Regions from separate parts of the Mus musculus genome. Here region 2 is linked to region 1. A link is a contact called in public promoter capture Hi-C data. All regions are on one chromosome and are shown on one strand. Each heading gives the region's core, a stretch centred on a gene start, on an enhancer-like site or on the middle of the called end of the contact. The rest is flanking DNA. Distances are from core to core; before and after follow the strand shown.

Region 1 (5,700 bases), core at 2,030-4,529:
CTGCCTGTGCCTGCGTGACATCAGAAGAATCAAATGCCTAAGTCTTTTCTCAGAAGATGAGATTTAAAGGATGTGGCTGAAAGAATGAGAGAAAAGGTTCACTAGGCAAGCATCTACGTAAGGATACTAACCCTTAGGGAGGTGCTCGACTCACTGGCCAATCAGAGCCTTTCGGCAGACCTGCCAGTCAGAAGGGAAGACTGGTCCGTCTCCGTCCCCCCCACCCCCACCCCCGGTGCCTTGGCGCTGGTTTCGATTAGTAGCAGACTTGAATGGTCCCAGGTGCTCTGCTCTGTGTCCTGTGGCTGGATGCTGTGGAGGGTTCTCAGGCAAGCTCCTAAATTGCGACATGGTGAGCACAGGGTCACTGCCAACAATGGGGAGAAGGGTCTGAGCATTGCGAGCTGCTGTGTTGGGCCTTTCCCGGGACTGAGTGGGAATCGGCGGCCACATGTGAGGTCCCCTGAGGTCCTAGCCACTTGCTGGACCCAGCCTTAACTTATGAATAACTTCACTGTGGGAGCTGCAACTGTGCAGAGCATTTGGCTTGTGTGTAGAAAATTCTTGGCATGATCCCAAACTCGGAGAGTCCTAGTTTCTACAAGTTCTGATCTTAGCATTTCACATGAAGGTGGACAATCCATTTGGAGTTAATTTTGTGGAGGTTGTAAAAGGCATGTCATGTGCTGGGTAGCAATCCAATGTCAAGCTGTGATTTAAAAGAGTAGAACTTATGTTGTAATGGATTTACGAAAGCTTAGGGGATAGAAAGGCACAGCAAGTAGAATTTAGCTGAGGGTGCACTGCCTGTAAAACATCCCACAAATAAGTAATGTGCTAACCAGTGCAGTTTGAGTTTAGGATGCTAGCATACACATGCTTGTTCAACAGGATTGCCCAGAAATATGGCTCCAAACCATAACAAAGGAATCAAACTTAATTTACAACCAGCCACTAGGCCCACCTCCTTATCAAAGAGCAGGCCTCTATCCATCTGCTCAATGGGGCATTATAGAATCACAATCAACAAGGCCTGGTGTGCCATAAAGGTTCAGTTTTCTTCTTGAGAAAGGCATAGTTCTGCCACATGGGTAAGATGACAACCATGCCAAAAAGGGAAAAAAGAAAAGGAAAGAAATCTCTGTTGTATTGCATACTGGCCTGGTCAAGCTACACTTTCCCTGAGGTCCCCATGTCTGGAGCATGACCTAGCTCCTTCTGAAACCCAGGAACACGCTTGGCGAAGCCAGTCACAGCCTCGGGCTTACTCAGCTGGCTCCTTGGATGCTTACCTAGAGGTCTGGGTGTAGAGATAAAACAGAGCTCGTTTCCTAAAACCAGGAATGTGCTTGGGAGTGCTGGTAATGGTGTGGGGCCAGGGCCTTTGGAGGGGGAGGGGTTGAATCAGATTCTGAGAGCACAACTCTTCCTACCATATGGGGCTGTGGTTATCAGTCCCAAGGCCACGAGAGGCTCGGCCAGAAATGTTTTTCATTTACACTGAGTTCCTCTTGTGCAGCACAGTTTGATTAGACTTCTCCTGAGTGTGCCACATTGTATGATGCTTCTGCTGACTTCGTAGTTTCTTCATCTTTCTCCTGACTTCAGAGATGTCTCCCATCTAATTCCTTTTTCCTCATGTAAATCTTAAACAAGATGGTATTCTTAAGAAGCTTCCTTAGCACAAAAGCATATGCTTATCGTACAAAAACATGATAGGTGGCTGATGTGTCTGTACCTACTAACAGGTCAGAAAGGGTTTCACAGAGAAATTTTTATCTCGAACAACAAAATCCAAAATAATAAAATTAAAAATATAAACCCACCATGCTTGCAAAGTAGCTTAACATTGAACAGCAGATGTGTCTGCTGTATGTTATGTGATTTAGGGACAGAGACCAAATGTTGAATGTATGGGTGGCATGAGAATTCGCGTGGTAGCGGAACCGCAGCCTGGACTTCCGGTCCTCTAGCCCGCCGGCGCAGCAGTGCATGCGCAGATTCCCCGTCCTCGAATATTCCTCCGTTCCGCGGTTTCTCCGCCTCGACACGCCCCCCCTGCCGTTCAATGACCGGGGATTGGAAACCCGTGCCGTCAGTCACTGGCCAGCGGGCGGGGCTTCCTACCATCTCATGTCAGTGCAGTTGCTGTCATGGCCTTGCCTCAGCTCCTTTATTCACGGGAATCCCCCTGCCTCACTCTCACACCCGCTGTCATCCCCCGCCCCGTGCCTCAGCTGCAGACAGTGATTCCGTTTCCCGCTCCCGCTTCGCTCCTCAGCCGCCGCCGCAGAGGGGCTCCCGCCGCCCACTGGAAGCCTCTCCGTGCCGTCAGTCACGGTGCCATTCGGTACGACCGGAAACAGCGAGCAGGACGGGGCACGCATGAGGCGAAGCTTCCTGACTGGACTGCATCTCCCATCAACCCCTGCGGCCGCAGCAGACCGATCGGACTTCCTGTCCGGGCCGGAGGCACATCCTGTCTGGCGCAGAAAGTTATGGTTCAATAATTCTAGTGCATGCTGGGAGTTGTAGTTACTTCCCTCCTCGCGCGGGATCTCCTGTTTGCCACAGGAAGTGAGGTGGCGGTAGCCCCTAGGCATGCTAGGAGTCGTAATTCTGTCCCAGTCCCGGGTTTGGGTCCTCTGAGCCCCGCGAGGTTTTTCTCTGATTGGCGAGCACAGCTCAGTGGGCGGAGACGGTGATTGACAGGCGGAGGGGGCGGCTACATCACTGCGTTTGTTTATATATTGAGAAAAGAAAAATAAAGCGCAAGCCCCTGCCTCAGTCAAGGCCAAGCGGGCGGGGCTTCCTGCTGCGTACCGGAAGTCTCTCTCCTGTTGTCTCAGGTCCGTGCAGTCACGGTCATCCCCCTGCCTCAGTTCCTTCCTTACTCACAGGAATCCCCCTGCCTCACTCTTACACCTGCTGTAAATTCCGCCTCAGCTGAAGACAGACAGTGAATTCGGTTCCTGAGCCCGCTTCCGCGTTCTGACTCCTGTGACGTCAGAGCCGGCATCATCGAGGTGTGCGCGCACTGCCACGCCCACTGACGTAGACTTTGACGCCGAGGCCGGGGTTTCCCCGTCCCAACGGTAACTGCCGCGACCCATGCGCCCCGGTCGCTCGGTGACCCCAATGTCAGTCAGACGCCTCCGTTCCCACAGCCGCCGTGACGTGGTAGGTCACAGCCGCTGCCGACACGTCTTTATGTCACACCCACTACACCTAGATCACGCCCACACGGCTTTAATGCTGTTCCCACTACACTCAAGCCACACCCATTACACTCAGGCCAAGCCTACACAGCTTCATGCCCTGCCCAATACTCTCAGGCCACTACTACAGGACTTTAGGCCCCGCCCACAACACTCAGGCTATGCCCACAGGGCTTTATGCCTCTTCCACACATCCTTAGGCAACTCACACACATCTTTAGGACACTCACATCTTTTGGACACTTCCACTATACTCAGGCCCCTCCCACACAACGTTAGGCCCTCCCAGTACACTCAGCCCCCTCCCACACATCTTTAGGCCCTCCCACTACACTCAGGCCCCTACCACACTTTTTTAGGCCACTCCTACACATCTTTAGGACCCTCTCACTACACTCAGGCCCCTCCCACACGTCTTTATGACACTCCCACACATCTTTAGGACCCGCCCACTATACTCAGGCCCCTCCCACACATTTTAGGACACTCCCACACATCTTTAGGACCTTCCCACTACATTCAGGCCCCTCCCACACATCCTTAGGATCCTCCCACTACACTCAGGCTCCTCTCACACATCTTTAGGACACTTACATAGTCAGAACACGCCCCCAAATTTACATATACATTTACATAGACAGTTAGAACACGCCCCCAAATTTACAGAGACAGAACACACCTCAAATTAGGCCCGCCCAGACACTTTTAGGCCACTCCATAACATCTTTGGGCCCGCCCAGACATCTTTAGGCCACTCCCACACATCTTTAGGCCTGCCCACACATTGGTAGGCCCGCCCACATAGACATTTACATAGACACTGAGAACATGCCCACAAATTTACAGAGATATTTATGTAGACATTTACATAGTTACTCAGAACACAACCACAAATACACATAGACATTTACATAGACAGCGAGGACACATCCACAAATTTACATAGACATTTACATAGTCACTGAGAAGGACTGGCTGACTTCTGAATCTTTTTTTTGTTTCTTCATGTTAGGTTTGAGGAGGACACCCTACCCACGTGGCTATCCTCAGTTGCGAGTCACTGTGGGAATTATCCCAGTTGTCTTTTGGTCTTTTCATATATGTAAATGTATTTATAAATGCACATACAAATGATATGTAATTGTATATGCAATGTGCACGCAAGTGTACATGTAAATGCATATGTGAATAAGCAAATATGCAAATGATATTCATGCCCATGCTTTCAAATGCCACGCCCACCCTCATTTAGGCCATGCCCATGCAGCTTCAGAACATGCCCACCCTCCTTTAGGCCAAGCACACTACTCTGAGACCACGCCCATCCTCCTTCAGGGCACACCCACTACTCTCAGACCATGCCCATACTCCTTTAGGACACTTCCACTACAGAAAACACCCACAGATCTTCAGTCTACTCCCACTATTCAACAACAATGCCCTCAATTGGTCAGGACACACCCATACTTCCTAATGCCACACCAATCCTATCCAGACCACGCCCACCCATAATTCTTTAGGCCAGTTTCACCACACTCAGGCCACACCCTCTGCACCCAGCCATGCCCATTCCTTCTAATGCCATGCCCACCAGAATTAGGCACCGCCCACACATCTAAATCTCATTTGAATATTTGCAAATTTATTCATATGTGCATTTACATACACATATCAGTTGCATATACAATTACATATCATTTACATATACATTTATACATACATTTACATATATATAAAAAGGCCAAAAGGAAAAGAAAAAGAAGGAAAAAAAAGAAAAAGAATAAAAATAAGAAAAGAAGGGACAACTGGGATTGGAATTCAACTGTCCTCTGTCACGGGATCTGCGTACAGTGCCCTCCTCACACCTAAAATAAATTTAAAAAAAAAAAAAAAGAAGGAAGGAAGGATGGAAGCAGGGAAGGAAGGAAGGAAGCCAGTCAGTGCAGAAGAGTTTGGGCTTCCTTCCTCCCTCCCTCCCTCCCTCCCTCCCTCCCAGCAGGGATAGAAACCACAGCAAACCAGCTAGAGAGAGAGAGTGAGTGAGTGAGTGACCAGAGCAAGAGAGAGCTGGGAAAAAATAATTTTTAAAAAAGGCCCTCCCTTAACCCTAACCCTAAGCCCTAAACCCTAAACCCAACCCTATTCCCTAACCCCTAACCCTAACCACTAACCCTGACCTAACCTTAGCCCTAACCCTAACCCTAACCCCAACCCTAACCCCTATCCTATCTCTTCATGAGGCATTTGGGAGAAAGAGAACAAAAGAGAGAGCAAGAGAATAGCGCGCGCGTCTGTGTGTGTGTGTGTGTGTGTGTGAGAGAGAGAGAGAGAGAGAGAGAGAGAGAGAGAGAGAGCGAGGGGGGGCAGGGGGAGGGAGGGAGGGGAGGAGAGGGAGAGAGAGAAAGGAGAGACAGAGACAGATAGAAAGAGAACCATTGACATAGCAGTGGTCTTTTAAAAAGATGTCTTACTCTTGCGCGCG
Region 2 (5,700 bases), core at 1,747-4,246, 4.3 Mb after region 1:
GGGGAGGTTATACATAATAAAGAAAGATGGAGATTGTGTGCAGAATCACCTCAGGGACATACAGTCTCCAAGGTTGTGGCTGTTGTTGTTTTAATTACAAAAATAAAAACAGCAACCTGAGTTGTGTCCTTGGGAATAATCGGGACAGGAACTTCCTTGATGTTCAGGGATAGAAGCAGTAGGTGCAGGAGACAAGAACACTTGAGGACAGACCCAGGACAGTCCCAGGACAGACCCCAGGACAGATCCCAGGTGCATCTTTGTGGGGAGCGGGTGTGGCGGTAGTCCCAAAGGCGCCAGGGACTGCAGCTAAGTCATATGACTTGCACCTGACTTCCTCATATAAGACACAAACATCTTGAGTGCTGCGCAGGTGTACCAGGACACAGGTGAATCCAATTTGGTGGAGATTTGCCCCTGCTGCCCTGATTAGCTGAAGCCTCGTGACTGGCGAGGGGGCGTGGCCTGCGGTGAGAGAGAGTATAAAAGGAGTGAGAGGCCCAGGGTTCGGGGGAGATATAAACAAGGGAGATATAAAAACAAGGGAGATATAAACAAGGGAAATATAGAGAAAGAAGAAACAGGACTGAATAAACGTGTGCAGAAGGATCCTGTAGCAGCGTCGTTCTTCCTGGCCAGTTGAGCGCGCGCAACACATCTTGGCCATAGAAAAGCCTGATTAGAAAAACCAATCAGATCCAGACATTTCCATAGGGCAGGGTTGCTGAAGTTGGTAAATATGGGCAAAGAGTTACATCTGAGCTTTGGAGAGGCACTAAATAATTTTTTTTTCATGTAAATAAGTCTCACTTAGTGTGTGTGTGTGTGTGTGTGTGTGTATGTGTTAGCCTTCAGATTTAATGGGTCACCTATATTTCACCTGTCAGGAGTAAATGTAACATTTTTTGATTTAGACTTAAACTTGAGTATCTGTAGTTAGGGGTATCTAGTAGGGTCTTTGTGAGATGTTCAAGTTGATCAACATCAGTATGGGTCTTAAAGCACACTAGAACCAAAGAAATAGAATGAATGCCACATGAGAACCAGACCTCTAAAGAAACTCCTCAAAATGCCCAGCGTTGGCCCTGTTAGTTTGCTTATTTAAAAAGCAGTTTTCTGGGTCATTAGAAACATGCGTTTCTAAGAAAAGGGCTTAGATGTGTCTATTTTTAGCCCGTTGCTCAAAGTCATTGGGGTGTACAGAAATGGTTTAGCATTGCTGACACAGGTGAGCCAGCATCATCAGCCCATGTTAGCCAGGCCACATGGAACACACTGCTCAATTCCCAGAGCTGTGGGTTACGAAGAACTTAGTGAGTGAGCTATATGGCCTTGGCAAAGCCAGGGGGTAGGCTATGACACCATAGACACAGAGAGCCACGACTGTTTAGCCTGGAGAAGGTTCAAGACGACTTGGCTTCATTCTTTGCATACTTCTGCAGAGGAATGCTGGTGTATTTTTCTATCCGGTGCCCAGATGTTAAAATCTTGACCAATGAAAATGAAGATGAACAAATTTGGGCTTAGGACAAGGGTGCATGGGCCAGCCATCCTACCATCTGGCGAGAGTCAGCCTCTTTGGGAGACATCTCCAGCTTCAGGCTTGCTTATTTAGGAAATGGAAGATGAGGGCTTGCGCAGGCCTCCTTGGCTGCGCGTCTCTCAGAGTCTGGCCTGAAGGTCAAGTTTTTGAGTCACAGCCAGACACTTCCTACGGCCCCGGCCCATAAACCCCTGTGAGGGTTGAGAACTAGTGTGTGCTCCCTGAGATCAGTGGAAATAATTACAGCCTGGGGACACGAAAAACAGAACAAGCCCACACAGGCATCCTCTGGATTCTGACCAGCAGAGAAAATGTTGACAGTGACTTTCAAAAGCCGACACAGCCACCAGGTGATCATCACCCAAGGTCCTTTGTTCAGGGAAACAGGAAGTCTTCATCTGGGGTGAGACCTTGCTGAAAGATGCCAAGTGTTTTGGAGTAGGGGCCAGAAATCCTGCTTGTTGGACAGTTTGAGTTTGTGTAGCTCTTAGAGACTGCATGACCCTTATTTAGTTTTAATTTCTTCCCTTTAAAAGTAAATAGGCATTACCAGAATGACAACACAACATTTCTTTGAAGAACATGAGTTCTTATTCTGCTTTGATTGGGAATATTTGAAAATGCTGGCTTCGTGTTGTCCCTCAGTTCAAACCAACATACAACCCCAAAGACACATTTAAAGCCAAAAGTGCCATCCTTTTTTTTTTTTAAAAGAAGGACAAGACTTTTAAATCCTTAGAGTTCATGTCGACTTCAGCGGGAGAGGTAGCTACTCAGAAACTCGTTTTTTCCCCCCTCCTTTTCATAATACAATGAATTTTTAAAAAGCAAGCCCACTCATTACTGAAATTACCCCAGTCCTACTCACCGAAGTCAATTTGATTGACTGCAGTTACATAAGGCACAGCTGCCTTTGTTTCACGACACCCTCCCGGTGCTCAAGGTGCTCACGTTAGTCCTTGCCCTTTACCCTTAGATTCGCTCTCCTTGGAAGAGTCCGAACCAAGGAAAAATCCGGAGCAGTAAGAAGTGAGACTCATAAACAAGGACAGAAGCAGAGGCACGAAAAGTCAGGGGTGGGGGTGGGGACAGTGACTTGCAGTTGTGATTTGTGAAGGGGAAGGTCATGGGAGAGCTGAGTATGGAAGACAAGGCAGGCCCTCATAAACGTCCCTTGCCCATTGCAAGAGACAGGGGAATCAAGGGCTGTGCCCTAAGAAAGAATGTTTTCCTAACCCAGCATCTCCGTTAAAGTTCATAGGAGAACCTGAGGTCCAAGGGTGAACCTGAAGCCTTGCTTGCATTTATGTTTCCTTCAGCCCTGGGTGATCAGGCAGAAGGTTTCCACGATGTCAGATGTACAGCGAAAACCCGGACAGAGAAGGCCATAGGGAAAGAATGCTGCTGTGGGAGGGAACAGGGTCAGCTTCCCGCGGGGATGCGGACACAAAGCCCAAGGTGCTATACTCCTGTTGGCTGCTGACTGCAGGCCTGGCTGACATCAGGCCCTGATGATGCCTGTTAACACTGAGCAAAAGCGCCCTGTGCTTTTTCAGAATACAGCCCCAGCCCTTTCTGCTGCTTGGTGGGTTGATGCTAAATTAAACCAAGAGCTAGGAGGGGAAGTCAATTTCTATTTCTGGCTGCTTTAGACAATATGGAGTCCTGGGTGGGAAGGTTCACAACAGAGTGGATTTTCCAGGAAGTGCTGAGGTCTTCCTGCGTTTTGACGCCAGAATGTTGGCAAAAGCTTTCACGGTAGGACTTTTTTTTTTTTTTTTTTTTTTTTGTGCCTACTAAAGCAAGCTTTAGCTTTTAAGTAAGCAGAAATTTCCCTGGGATCTACTGCCCTCTGCTGGCGATGGCAGATACTTCCCTTCTCTTTCATCAGCTGCAAAGGATAGAATGAAAAACGAGTTAATTTAATAAATAACCCTCATGGGCAATGAAGAAGTCACATGTGAATTCCCTTAAATATAAGCTTACTGAGTTTATAATAAATGAATAATAAGTAAATAAATAAAATTAATTAATTAATTAGACTTTTTAGCTCCTCCTTGGCAAACTCCTCAAAACATGTACAACAGCAACCCCAAATTCTCACCACCCCTCTAAAATTTTAGGGATTTATTATATATAATAAACTGATCAAAGGATTCTAGTCAGCTATTTATAAACCTCCCCACAACCTCCTAAAACATAGCAGGGGGGTTATTTTAGATAAACTCTGGCTGTCCTGAATTTATGCTTTAATGAGCTCCCAGGTGGACAGTTTCATAAATCCACCGTCATGTGTCCAGCACCTCCTTGGTTAGTTAATATATACTGAAGACTAAACCATTCAAACTCCCTAAACAATAGATTCCATCAGTGCTCCTCCCTGGGCAGAAACTGCTACAGTCAAACAAAACAGGAGAAACCAGGGATGACCCCAGAGCATCTTCAAAGCCCAGCAAAACTTCCCCGCGGTTTTTGAGTCAAACTTGATAGTCCATGGAATAGCTCACCTGCCGCCAGAGACTTGTTTACTGCACTCTGATATGATCAAACAAATGCTCAGAAACTGGGGTAGATCCACACTTAGAGAAACAAACCTGTAGTGAAACTCAGCTGCAGAACCCGGATGAGAATTAATTGTCTCAAAAACCCTCAGCCCGTGGCTCCACCAGCCCAACAAGGCTGTGTCTTTATTAGTAATCAGAAGGAATTTGGTACATTGAACACTTTATCACAAGCCATGCTCACGGGTGAATTCTAATTAAAGCAGTTTTATGGCTTAAGAGACAGCCCAAACTTAAAAACATTTTTAAGAAAGGGAAGCTGCTACAAAGCCAGAAGACTGTGAGCTGATCTGTTTGTTTAACCCAGGTGGGCTCTAGAGTCAGTTACGTTCTCTTGTTTATAATTATTTGGGGGTTTGGAGGAGCCTCGAGTGGCTTTTTCCTCTCTCCTTTAAATTAAAGAGCAGCGTGCAGGCTGCTCCATTCGGTTCTGCTTGGGTAAGCCTCTACAGTGAATTGGGGTGTCCCATCACTTCCTGGAGGAACAGTTGGCTGCTGAGAGCAGGTTTATTTAAAGCAAGAAATTTCTTTAAATAAGTCTTTGGTCACGCTGTGGAGGGGGTTGCAAATGCAGCCTGACTGAGACTACCCATGCATGGGGGAGCCTGTAAAGGAATCTCTGCTTGTCTAACCATGTAAGTCCTAAGGAAGGCTTTATTTTAAATTCGAGACTTTATGTTCATTTTATTATACACAGTCTTAATTTGCGCCTCAAAAGAGGGGGCTCCAGGGCGGACATAAAATTAACTTCTCTTTCAGTGTGCTAACCTTTTGGTTTTAATTTATTCACTTGTCAATCTTATGAATGCCTGGTGAACTCAGGCTATTGATTTCCGTGGCCAATGCTATTTTTCCTGTTTATTATAATATATTGTCCCATTGTTACCAGCGCTTGCACTCAGCTAGATTTCCCACACAGTGGACAGGAAACCGTTCCATGGCATCAGACTTCCTTAGATTGATTTTCCAGAGGCTGGGAGGGACCTGCCCACTCCTAGCTCTTTGTGCTGGGACAGCCCAAGGGCCCCAGCAGGCCTCCTTGGACACTTCCTCCCAGGCCCCAGAGTGGGGGTGGCCTGTCGCCCCTCCCGAGACAGTCCCCGCAGCCCTGGGAAACGCTCCTTATCAGTGCCAAGGTTATGTCATTTCTTTTTACATACGATGTTTATTGTTTTTAGAGCCAGCACTGTGGGAATGTTCTTTTCAAGCGCGACAATAGGGCAGCCACAGAGGCAAACTGGTGAATCCCCAGCCCGGAGTTGCGGGCCGTCCATGCAGCTGGGTAGGGTGGCTCTGCGCAGGCTCCTGATTAATTGATTCAAAGATTTAGCACCAGTCTTTAACCGGGATCTTGCCTGTGGGTTGCTTAAAACACCAAGAACGCTTTTAAGGTGGTCCAGGAAATGAATCTGTTCCTTGCTCCGCCTCCCTTCCCCCACTCTAACTCCTTCCGCTCTGCCCTCCTCTCCCTCCTCCACATCTTCTCTCCTCAGTTCCCGGCTTTCCCTCTCTTCCTCTCTCCCTCCCTCCTCTCAACACTGCTGTTACTATTTTTTTTTCCTAAATACCCCCAAGCTTTGAAGGCAAGCATCAGCA

The links. Promoter capture Hi-C pulls out the DNA fragments that hold promoters and counts their contacts.
Region 2: a contact with region 1 is called in a promoter capture Hi-C map of cranial neural crest. The contact joins two enhancer-like sites. A contact is called at or near these places in 2 of 39 promoter capture datasets (cranial neural crest and frontonasal cranial neural crest).

Annotation. Positions count from the first base shown.
Region 1 is chr8:4,675,387-4,681,086 of GRCm38.p6, forward strand. It overlaps Gm6410 (a long non-coding RNA gene), which reads left to right. Exons shown (of 2, transcript XR_378684.4): 1 at 1-3,180. Among named protein-coding and RNA genes, the nearest start is that of Gm6410, 3.4 kb to the left of the region's middle. Within about 2 kb of position 3,280, at least 411 of the 459 cell types and tissues checked have an H3K27ac peak or open chromatin away from gene starts, as enhancers often do.
Region 2 is chr8:8,989,570-8,995,269 of GRCm38.p6, forward strand. No RefSeq gene overlaps it. Among named protein-coding and RNA genes, the nearest start is that of 4933430N04Rik, 140 kb to the right of the region's middle. Within about 2 kb of position 2,997, at least 72 of the 459 cell types and tissues checked have an H3K27ac peak or open chromatin away from gene starts, as enhancers often do.